Linked DNA regions of Xenopus tropicalis: region 1 is linked to region 2. Evidence: chromatin contacts called from public Hi-C data. All regions are on one chromosome and are shown on one strand. The core of a region is the stretch at or near the end of the contact, and the rest is flanking DNA. Distances in the headings are between cores, read along the strand shown. Region 1 has its middle 88 kb from the start of trpv4. Region 2 holds the start of fam222a (family with sequence similarity 222 member A).

Region 1 (6,236 bases), core at 3,665-6,164, 100 kb before region 2:
TTTTTGTGCCAATATAATGCCACCTTTACACAGGTGCTATAAGCAATTAAAATTTGCAAAGAAACAACTGTCTAATAAGAATATTACATTCCCATCATTCTTTACATTGCTCTGATTTTGTTTGGATTACTTCCAGCACTTCCAAGTCACTTGTATAGGTCTTCTGGAGTATTTTTCAGCCAGATTTGTGGAGCACTCTATGTCTATAAAGTATTCAATTAATAATTAGTTTCCCTTGACTCGACAGTACAGTACAAGGAAATGTGATATAATATGCTTGGAACATCGTTTCTTTGCATATACGATATATAAAAGTAGAAATACACCGAACCCATAAATATCAAATCTTTGGCAAAATAATGAATTCAGCTAGATTCAGCAAACTATTTGGCAGAATAATTAGCTGGGTCCAAACGTAATTGGTGCATTAAAATTTGATCAAATCCTAAAAAACAAAAATGGAATTAGAAAATAATTCATCACACTTTACAGTCATGTGACGTTAAGGCATCAGTTACAGTTTGACTGAGCTCTAAGGATTCAGAGAAATCCAAATCCTGCAAAAAGCACTGGGATTCAGCCAAATGTATCTTGGATTTGGTGCATTCTCATCTCAAATATAGATAGATACTGTAGTTAGATACACAGACACAGACATATTGCTTGACTTTACCAAGGCATTCTATTTCAGCAGGAAAACAATGCAGTCTGTTTATGAGCACTAGAGGTATGATTCTGCTGAGCTCTAAGGACAATACAATAAATCAGGGAATGCAAAGAACGTGGATGCTTCCACTCATATGTATAAATTCAAGCATGTCTAGAACTGGTGTTCTGAGCCTGTAATAAGCTAGGTAGTCTTATCTAACAACTCAAGAGAAAATAAATGGAAGAGCAAAATCACAATAGGCTCACCTTCCCTATAATAACCATTTTCTTGCTAGAGACTAGCAATTTACATGTCAATTTTCTAGTGTATTGTCCATGTACCACATGCCTAATCTTATTTGATTTATGGGTGCAACAAATGTCAGCCGCGTATAACACAAAGGGTAGGTTCTAAATGCAGCAGCCAACCAATGATACAGGTGGAACCTTACAGAAAGAAAGAATTAAAAACTTTCTTGCTTGAAATAAAAGTAAATAGAAAAGAGTCAGCGGGCTATGTGAGGTTGCCTGTGCTTGATTTTTATGTCTCTGTCGCTCCCCAGTTTCTGGTCTTGCTGCTCTGAGATAATGTGAAACAACTGTTGCAGACTCTTCCATTAGCGGTAACTGCACCTCCTGTGGTTTTTGGAACACACTTCAGGTAGGTAAAGGTGAGAGAGGCCGAGATAAAAAGCTTTGCCTGGGGATTCTGTGATTGCTCAATTTGAAACATTTCCCTGTGGGGGAGAATGAAGGGGAAGGTGGGGGCACACTCTTGTCTTTAGTGATGCCTGCCTGTAACTCCATCATTGCCAGTGGCACTAGATGAACTAGATGAATTAGATCTCTCTGCGCCTATCAGGGATTCATTCTCATATAGCTAGGCTTTCATTTCTAGTCTGAATGTAGTAGTAGAACCTTGAGCTTGATTTAAATAGCTTTTTCTTTGATGATCATTATATGTTTATAAGTATCTTAGTTACATAGCCAGTCAGAACTAATGGTAGGCAAAAAAATGCAGCTGCATAGGGTATTGTGCAGAGATGGCGTCGAGCACAGGTCATGGGTAAGAAAATGAAATGTCTAGACACGAATATCAGGCTTTTTTGCTCATCATTCCTTAAAGTTAGGTCTTACATTTTTCAGAATAGATCATTACTGATAACCTAGAGCTTAGTGAATTCTTTGTGCCAGGGTGTTGGGGCAAGAATCCAATGATCTTCCTGCAGGAATAAAATCTGCATTATTTGCCTAGACCAGTGATCCCCATTTTTTAATTTCTGGCATGGAGGCTAGTTTTGCTTGTAAAACCCAGTATAAAGCCAAACAGAGCTTTCTATAGGCTGCCAGTCCACATAGGGGCTATTAAGTAGCCAATTATAGCTTATTTGAACTCCCAGGAATTTTTTCTATGCTTGTGTTGCTCCCCAACAATTTTTCCATTTGAATGTGGCTCACAGGTATAAAAGGTTGGGGATCCCTGGCCTAGACCCTTGTTAAAATATTTCTTAGATCCTGCCAGTCTGCCCTCTTCACCCTGTATCCGAAGAACAAGGGTGTCTACTGGGGTTTAAAGAGCTAACGAATGTCAAGGTCTTATATAGAATATGAGATGTATTTTGTTTGGTGTTGCTGGCTATTTAAATTCAGTGTCTTTCTATTAATTCTCTTTTATAATTTTCAGTACTAACTGGGGGGGTTATTGTGCTTCTGGTTGAATTTATATGGATATTTTGCAGTGATAAAAGGAGGTGCAAGTATAGTGAGCCCATGATTGTGTGTTAGTAGGCAGCAAATGCTCTACAGTAAATACAAGGATCCACATGCTTTATGGATGGGTGGTTTCTTTCTGTTCTCCAACATTCAGCTGAAATGTCTCTGCTGCAGGTGTGGTTCTTAGATTTTAAGCTCCCAAGTGGACCATGCCATTTGTTATAATGTGGAAAACAAAAGACCAAAAAGCAATGGAAAAATGTATTTTCCTTTCTAATAAACACACAGGAAAAAAGAACGACAGCTTTGTCATCGATGGCTGTTGTTTAAGAGACTTCATTTTCTGACCTGTAAAACACCCTAAAGTGACAGGGAAATGAAATGCCTTTATTGACTCTACTGTGGAAGATAAGGAGTTAAAATGATCCAAAGTACTTCTCTGTACAGAGTAAAAACACAGTTTTACTCATGATTTATAAGCCAATTTTCACCCAAGCTGCACAAGAAGGTTGGAACATCTTTCTGGGTCAATGTGTCACTGGCAAGTGGGTTATTGCTGTAATAATGTAGCCAGGGAAAAAAGCAACACCGGGAATGGAGAAAGAAAAAGAAATATGGGTGATAAGTTTTGTGTGTGTGAACTGTACAGTACACACACACCTGCACACACAAATATATATTTTTACACTTTACATATTTTCTATGCAAACATTTATTAAAAAATATCAATGTTACAGCCCCATTTTAAAGGCATGTAAGCAGGGCCTAATTATTGTTTAATAAGCAAAATGCAAACAAACATGGAGCCTCATGTACAAGGCCTAGGCCTAGGGGCACATTTACTAAGCCACGAACGGGCCGAATGCGTCCGATTGCGTTTTTTTCGTAATGATCGGTATGTTGCGATTTTTTCGGAAAAATGTTGCGACTTTTTCGTTACTAATACGATTTGTGCGAAAAAACGCGAGTTTTTCGTAGCCATTCCGAAAGTTGCGCAAAATCTGGCGATTTTTCGTAGCGTTAAAACTTGCGCAAAAAGTTGCGCTTTTTTTCGTAACGTTAAAACTTGCGCGAAACGTTGCACCTTTTAAGTTTTAACGCTACGAAAAAGGCGCAACTTTTCGTGCAAGTTTTAACGCTACGGGCGATTTTGCACAACTTTCGGAATGGCTACGAAAAACTCGGGTTTTTTTGCGCAAATCGTATTGGTAACGAAAAAGTCGCGACAATTTCCGAAAAGTTGTAAAGACGCCGAAAAAAATTGCGAAAAAGTCGCAAAATGTTCGTTTTCAAGTCGGAATTTTTCCAATTTGGTTCAGATTCGTGTCTTAGTAAATGTGCCCCCTAGTGTCATTGAATAGTCTGAAAAAAATGGTGCTTTGCTCCTGTTTTTTACTTAGCACCTTATCCACTATGAAGCCACTGACAGAATGCCCAGAAAACATCTATCTTTTTTTTCTCCTTCATATTATGTTTTCCTCCATCCTACTCATGGCTGACATACACAGGGAAGTCATAAGAAAACAGACAGGAACTGTTAGTGAGATGCTGGGAGTCCTAGTTTATAAAAGCTACAGGTTGTTTATGCCCTATGTATATGCAATGCTGCCAAATCATGCAAACTATATACAGACACTGTTATATTCAGTGCTTATTGATGTCACTTTTGTCACAACTCCTTGGCACTTGTGTATTATAAGTAACAATGTACCTACTACTTTAAAATATGAGGATACTAAAAATCACTGACCTGTATTAACACTCTCGGCTTGCAGCCTTGAGACTTTAAATGGCTATTGAACTCCACAATGCCTTCTATTAACCCTTTTCTTTTACATTAGAAGGTATGTTATTCCATATGTGCCTTTTAAATGTATGTTTACACATATACGTACATGCAAATCCCACCAAGATTTCTTTGGACCCAGATTTATTAGATGGTGTTGGAGGAGTCTAGCGCATGGTCTGGCCATTCTTAGGCATGGTGAGGGTATAACTGGGCATGACCCACGTATGCCAGGGGTATGGCCAAAATACTTCACTAAATTACCACTGGCAAACTGTATGTATGTGTATATATATATACCATGTGTTTGATGTGTATATACAAATCAAGTCCAAGCCATTGTGTTATTTGTGTTACATAGAAAATTACAATTGCAAAAAATAGTTTCTAAATGGCAATTGCTGGTTGTTGGAGCTTTCTCGGGAACAGGTTTCTACAAAATACACCCGTCAAATAACATTTAAATATACAGTGCTCTGTATACAAGTAGTGCTTTGTAATTAAAAATAGACAGACGCACATATATAAAACTATTACATCCTAATAAAGAACAGGATGCCCACTGAAGCACTGCTCTGTGATAGGTGCCCCTGGTCAGGAAGTAGAGATTATAAGAAAATAAATTGAAACAGATTATAAAAACATCACGGTCACTTAAGTACTATGATGGCTTTGAAGCAATTACCAAATGCGATGCTCTGTGGTGAGCTATTCAGCCAGTCTGCACATCTTAACAAGTGCCATAACCCCCACAGGGCAGTTCATACTCTGCAGACATATGGGGCTATCTGAAAGAATTTACAACACTATAAAGTTGGAGAGTGCTTAGGCAGCAAAAGCCAAGGGGATATATTAAAGTATTTAGGTGTGACGTTCCTAATTTGTATATGGGGAAGCCACACAGGAACTGAGGCAAAGAGTATCTCAGCACATTCTTCAGATCAAAAATCCACTGGGTGATTTAAGACATAATAAATGCATTAGCAATGCAGCTAGTCAGTTTTATAGGGCACATGGTGGTTCTCTAGCAAGTTTCAAAGTGTAGAGGATTGAGGAAATTAGCCCGGAGCTGACAAGAAGATCTCTGGAGACCACGTTACTACAGAAAGAATCCAGATGGATTTACACTCTAAACAAGCCAAAAGGTCTGAATGGTCACTTTTTCTTAGGATACAGTATGTGAGCTTTGTCTGCTAAGGTAATATGAGATAAATATGAGATAAAGAAAGAATGTCTCCTCACTGGTTTATGTACCTTTATACTGCATAATGCTTAAGATATACAGTGGCCATTGTCTTATGCTATATAGTCCCTTTCTTACTAATACTGTCTAATGTACATTTTCAGACTCAAACTACGTTGTTGTAAGCTGTATCAAATATATCCTATTGAAATGAAATTGAGGGCACTTTGTGTGCTTACTAATTGCCCCCCTAAGGCTGTATGTACAGTACTGCATGTTATACATATGACACCCTCTTTTTTGCTCATTCACCCACCTGGCTGAATGTATAGGTGAAACCATATATCTGACCCCCCCAATTCAAAGAAATCACTTTGATACACAAAGTAGGTAATGTTGGGTGATGCTGGGACTATGACACAGTTAACGGTGATTGGGTGATTGCTTGCCTCATTCATTACGCATGTCCCAAAGGTACAGGTATAGTATCTGTTGTATGGAAACCCACTATGCAAAATGTTTCAAATTACAGGAAGGCCATCTCCCATAGACTCCATTTTAATCAAATAATTCTCATTTTTAAAAATGATTCCCTTTTTCTCTGTAATTATAAAACAGTATCTTGTGCTTGATGGTAAATAAGCTGTATCAATCCATATTGGTGTGAAAACAATGCTATTGGGGTATTTGATTTTTAAATGATTTTTAGCACACATCTGGTGATCCAAATTACAGAAAGATCACTAATCCAGAAAACCCAGGTCTCAAGGATTCTGGATAATAGATCCTATACCTGTACCAACTATCTGAGAGTGGATCACAGCAACACTGTGATCTCATACCTCCCAACATTTGAAAAATGCAAAGAGGGTCAAAAAGAAATACTGCAATTTTGCGACCATGCCT
Region 2 (6,462 bases), core at 308-2,807:
TGGCTGACAGACCTTATTATATCACATCTACATTTATTTAAACATGCCCCCTCCAGTTGTTATTTAACTATAACTCCCAAAGCCCTCGATAGCAGGAATGGAAGAGCTACAGGTTATACTGAGATTTTATATTTCTCTGCTTATACCAGTCCCTAGAGAGCAAGCTCTTCTGAACCAGCTTCTGCCACCTAGGAGGGAAGAATGCCAGGTATAAATAGTCACACTGTGAATTGGGACCTAGATGTGAAACACCATCAACATAGTCATGTATTTCATAGTAACTGTCTAAAAGCACTAACAAGACAGAAGGCATCAAATAGTGGTAATGTTAACTAAAGGGGTAACTTAGTATTTATTATATACGAGGAAGGGGGGAATAATGGCAACAAAAAGCATGAGTATTCATAATAAATGAAGTGAGTAAAAACCAATGGGAAGATGCACCATCTGCTATTTAACCTTCAGAAAATGTTGAAATAATTTGCCCCTTTTTTTGTCAAAAGAAGCCCACCCCCCTCAGAATATTTACCATAAATCTTCAGTTTCTCCTAGGCAGGCTCCTGGGGTCCAATGGCAACGATCAAGTCTTTTGCACAACCCTAAAACTTAATCCAAGCCATAAGATCTTCAGAAGTATTCCATTAAATCCCTTTATCTGCCAGGGAAATCCAATGTATCATCTGACAGGAATCAGTATGGGAGTTTCAGCCTTTCAGTGACTACAGCCTTTAAAAATACCCCATTCATAAAAGTGTCAACTTTTGTACTAGACAGAAGGCTTGCACCAATCCAGATTAATGATGAGCCATAAATTAAAAGGAACTGTTCTAAAGCTTTAACAGGATGGAGTTGCCAAATCGATCACATTAGCAGCACAAAATCCTTTGATAATAAAAAAAAGCCACAGGAACTCTTCAAGATCTCAACCCGACAGAAATCGGCCGTGTACCTCGTCTGTGCCTTTTGTCAGGGGAAATTCCATTTATTTGAGAGCCTCTGGCAGTGTTTTCATATCAATATGACAGCAGACAGAAGGGAGGGGGGCACGAAAACATTCATTTAAATAATAAATAGAAAAAAAGGGGCAAACTGGCGATGAATCCTGTAAACTCCACAGGGCAGGTTATTGTAGGTAAAGAGCGACACAAAGCCTTCAGATAAATTGAAGGAGGCAGAAGATCCAGTGTATTTCTCCGCAGAGAATAAATATTTAGCGTGTGGGGCTGAAGCAGAAGGAGGTAAAGCTTCCCAGTGTCCCCGATGTGCGACTTGTCTCAGCGCTGCAGCAGCAGGAGGAGGAGATGCACCATCCGAGCCGCACCGAATGCTCATATATCAGATCCCCTCAGCGCAGCTCCGCACAAGCTTCAATCCCCGGTACGGGCAGCAGCTCTCTGTCTTCTGCTGGTGCAATTTACCACACAGGAAGAATCCTTTCCGGGACAGCGTTTAAATACAAGCAGAGGGTACCAGGAAAGAAGGGGAACGATCCGACAGTGCAGAGATGTGGGATCTGCTTCTGAGATCGCCTCGCAAACGCTGCAGCCCGGGCCAGCGGGTCCTCACAGCTGCTCTGCACGTCGGGAACTGACAAACAGACAAGTGATGCTTCTGCCTCTGTTCTCTAAGCCACGCCCGCGACACGCCTAACAGCCAATGGGAGAGGCGCTGCCGGAGAGGACCGGCCAATGGAAAGCGAAAAAGGCGTTTACCTGGGGGGATAAGCGAACCGAGTCTCAGTGGAGCCCCAGGGAGGAAGGAAGGGCCGTGCGATGTTTTCGCGGAAAAATTAAAATCCTCTTAAAGGACAGCCGCTGCCGTACCTTACCATTGTTTCCTTTTAGTTTTGCCTTTTTTTAAAAAAAGAAATCCTTAAAACACGATCAATACTACAACCTGACAGCGACATTTAGTAAATGAGATTATTCATGCCCAAGTCGGGTAGGAATAAGATATAAACATTGAACGTTTTACAGGAATGGCCGGAACCACATTACACAAGCCTACACTCTTATGCTTTTATTCTTCCTTTTATTCCCTTCCCATCACTGACCTTTATAGGAGTTAGCGCTGGAAAGCTGCAAGCACCAAATGCTAAAACTTTTAAAAAAAATGAAAGCAAATCATTTCTTTAGAAGTCTCTCATTATGTACTGTATGTATATGTATGTATATCTTTATTTATAAAGCGCTACTTATGTACGCAGCGCTGTACTGTAGAATACATTAATACAAACAGTGTTATTAAGATAATAATAGTATAACAATAAATACAAGATATAGTTGCAATAAGTTAAGAGTCAATGACACAAGAGAATGGAGGTCCCTGCCCGTAGAGCTTACAATCCCTAAAATCCTGGTACTGCCGCTGCCTTGGTCACATTCTGACTTCTGTCTGTTTGGGGCACGGGGGCATGGTTGGTGCCAGCAAGCAGTGAGGATTAATAATCCATTTTCCTTTTATTCTATTTTGATCTCTGAGTTTTTGGTTTTATTTTCATACTTGGCACACTGACCTTTAATTCATTTAAAGGCAAAGCTAAATATTCCTCATCCTGACCTGCGAGTTCATGATTAAAAGCAAACTAGTTATGTCATATGTGGTCCCCTTTCAAGTCGCTAACTGGCAAACAGGTTAGAGATGCAAGAAGCAAGTTATGTTCTGGCTATTACATTAGACATCCACTGACTCCAGCCATTTTATCAGGTTTTATTTTTTAAACTAATCTGTTCGTTTAACTTGGTGCCATACACAGTCTTCTGGTGTTTACAAGGGGCATTTATCTGGGCATATGTAGATTTTGTATCAGGGCTAGTGATGAGCGAGTCTGTCCCGTTTTGCTTTGCCATAAAATTTGCGAAATGAAAAGAAAATTCGCAAAACGGTGAAAAATCCATGAAACGCATTTGTAGTGCATCTTTTTTGACCCCGCCCGCACCCAATTTTGAAGGAAGGTTCGCGAAACAATTCGCCAATGGTAAAATGTGGAAATTCGCTGCGAATCCACGCCTGGTGGAAAAAATTTGCTCATCACTAATCAGGGCCACTCACACTACCTGTAGAGTATGTCCCACTATAATTGGCCAATCACAGATCATGTGGTAGGTGTATCACATAAAGGCCGGCATGGACCCAGGGGCAAAGTGATTCTTGGAAATTGCAAATGTTTTAGTAAGTCCAAAGTGATGGTATTCATTTTCTATTATAGTTCCTCCCTTGTTAGCATTGCAAGTAATAAAGGATTCATCTCTCTTATTTGGAACAGACCATCGTTGGTGTAATTTGAAGTTACAGCAATGAGTGCATCATTACAAAATTTTGTTACAGCTTCCCATGGGGGGGTCAACAGTTTTACAGACATATTTTGAATTTGAGTATTGGTCATGTCCCACACAAGCAGTTGGGATTTTGTGTCCTTTGTTACATAGAACATTTCAGGGTTTTGCAACTTTTCACCAGCCTCAAGGTCCCCATACACCATAAGATCACACCTACGGGTGGGCGATATCAGGAAAATCCAGGGTAATTTGATTGTTTGGCCCTGGGGCCAAATAATCGAATTATAACGGCAGGTATAGGAAAAGTCGGTCCGGGGACCACATCAACGAGCCGATGCGGTCCCTGATCCAACTAGATTTTATAACCTGCCTAATCGAGATCTCCCGTCGGGAGTGCCCATACACGGGCCGATTAGCTGCCGAATCAGTCCAAGGGACCGATATCGGCAGCTACTATCGGCCTGTGTATGGGGACCTTTAGAAGGTTGTGTCCTTTACATCCTTAGACTAATGTCCCACAGAGATTAGTTGCTGCGATTTTTAAAAAGCGAGTTCCAGTCGCTCGTCTTTTCCTAACAAGCGATTACTAGAGATTTCAACAATGGAGAAACTATTTCCCACAAATCCAGGTGTCATATTCCCCGCCCACAATTAGAAAGTAAGTTCAGTGCAATGGGGAAATCGAAGTGACTTCCCACTCAGTGGGGTTTATTTCAGCAATTCCAATAATTTTAAATGACAAAGCTTTCTTTGTAAAATTGCTCGAAAAAGGGCCTCATAGTGGTTCGGAACGATAAGCGATTTGAAGTAGTATCGTTGGTTTAGGTACTGGCAATTTATATTCTTCTCTCTATGTAGAGACAAAACGAGCCACTTGTCGCTGGAACTCACTTTTTAAAAATCACAGCAACTAAATCTCTCCTTGGGACTTTAGGTTTGACTTGAGCAAAGTAATAACAGATCATGGCAAATGAGCAAATAAATAAGCACAAGACAGAAATACTTGACTTACAAATGAGTGCAAATTAACGGGGCCTTTCACCCCCAAATTTTTTTTTATAAATGAAAACAAATGTAATTCTAGGCAACATTCTAATATACATTCATTAAAAATGTTTCATGGTATTCAGGTTATTTGGAAATTAATTTGCTAATGAAAGAAGTATCTGTGTGGCTAGAAATATTCCTTGCACTTTTGGTTTGCACTCCCAAAATAATTTAGCACAAGCCAGCTGATTTACAGACCTGGAGGAGAAAGGATTCCCGCTACATTGTAGCTATAGTCAGATCCAGAGAACAGAGAGGGATGCACAAAAAGTGGTTTCATTTGCAATTCCATTTTTCATGTAATGTAAATGTTTAATTCATGTATATTAGAAAGTTAAATCATGTAAAACACTGTTTGTTTCCCCATACACTATAAGATCCGCTCGCTTGGCGATGTCACCAAGCGAGCGGATCTTCACCCGATATCCCCACCTACGGGTGGGCGATATCGGGTAGCAAGTAGCTTTAAAAAAAAAAATCCGATCGGATTACATTTGCGGCCATGGGGCAGTTGGTTCGGGGACCGCATCAACGAGCCGATACTGTCCCCGATCCGACTGGATTTTCTAACCTGGCCGATCGATATCTGGCCAATTTCAGGCCAGATATCGGTTGGCCAGGCCCCTTGTTTCTGCCCCTACACGGGCCGATAAGCTGCCGAGTCGGTACAAGGGACCGATATCGGCAGCTTCTATCGGCCCGTGTATGGGGGCCTTAAATTTTAAGTTGCCCCTGAATACTTCCTATGTTATGTTCACATGTTGCTTGGGAAAAGCTGAGATACCAAAATCCTTTGCTTGTCACGGTGTGTACATTGGCCAGGCAGAAGACAAGCAGCCCCTGTCTCAGTGGATCTTAAAATCTAATGTCACACACACATTAGGAGTCAATTAATCTGCCAATATCTTTATGAAAGAGCTCATGTTCAAAATTTGTTTCACTGGGGACAAGTATGTTGTGTCTATTGACACAATGGGAGCCTCTGCCAGGCCCTGGGTGGCAGTAGCTCTAGGACCCCCCCTACCTTAATAGGTGCAGTGGTGCACCATTATTCAGAAAAGGCAGAATGGATGCATTGGAAACCATGTGGAAGTGCAGTAATGTGTTTGAACATGTTTGTCGTTTGGAACATCTGCACTTGTGGGTGCATTTTTAAATGACACTTTCAATTATTATTCTGCCTCTTTCTGTCCTGCAACAGCAAATGTTATCTGGTTGTTGGGTGTCCTTGACCCTGGTAACCAAATAGCAGATTGAATGTAAGTGTTCAAGTTTATCATTATTCTAATTACTCTTTATTACAAATAATTAAGAACCCCCACAAACAAATTAAATAAGAGTTATTTATAGGTGACACATTGGTGAGAGTTTGAATTTAAAAGTAGCCACAGACACTTGCAGTCTAAAGCTCGCCCAATATAGAGCTTGCAATCAATAATATAAAGGAGCTTGCTGCAAACCAGAAACATGCTTTGTAATCAAGTGTGGGAATACGCACTGCATTTCATCTACCGGAAAAATGACCCATATTCTAAAGCAGAAGAAGATGACATACAGATTTTACAATCAAGTGATTAATTTACACACAAGTTTTGCAATCTACCAGTCTAAAAAAAAGAGCTTTTAAATGAAAGAAAATGGCTCATCAATCTTGAAAGCAAATTGAAATCTGACTCATACAGCTAAGAAGCAAGAATGGCAGTGACCCACAGAGCCAAGAATCTACTGGGGAAATGGAAATGCATCAGGGCTCATTTATGTTCAGATTTGTGGTGAGCAAAGTGCAATTTTAAGCACAATCACCATTTTTTCCCAGAATGCAAGTATAACTGTGCATGATCATACCCCATTTTTTTTGAAGAAGCGAAGAATCTGCCTCTGGCAAAAGTAAAAGGCATCTATCATAGAGAAACTACTTCCCCCATCAAAGGTGTGGGCTAATAGAGCCCAGAAAATGCCCCTAGAGAGTGCTATGCCTACCAGCACTGGGGAAGCGTGGGCTGGCAAGTTGTTACACAAAAGCCTGAGCATAATGAGGAGTGCCCATAATCTATCATTATGTGCATGTGTAAAAAAAATGTATTATGTCATATAAAGACCCTTAAATCTATATGCCTCTGTCCCTGTGGATAGCACA

What was found. A called contact is a pair of places that touch in the nucleus more often than the background predicts.
Region 1: a Hi-C map of neurula embryo shows a contact between it and region 2, with 3 times the contacts expected there. The contact joins the enhancer-like site here to the promoter of fam222a in region 2. A contact is called at or near these places in 4 of 5 Hi-C or Micro-C datasets (brain, gastrula embryo, neurula embryo and 1 more).

What each region holds. Positions count from the first base shown.
Region 1 is chr1:147,174,284-147,180,519 of UCB_Xtro_10.0, reverse strand. No RefSeq gene overlaps it. Among named protein-coding and RNA genes, the nearest start is that of trpv4, 88 kb to the left of the region's middle. Within about 2 kb of position 4,914, at least 2 of the 11 cell types and tissues checked have an H3K27ac peak or open chromatin away from gene starts, as enhancers often do. A contact at or near this core is called in neurula embryo, where this site is marked.
Region 2 is chr1:147,066,378-147,072,839 of UCB_Xtro_10.0, reverse strand. It overlaps fam222a (family with sequence similarity 222 member A), which reads right to left and starts at 1,557. Exons shown (of 3, transcript NM_001079118.1): 1 at 530-1,557.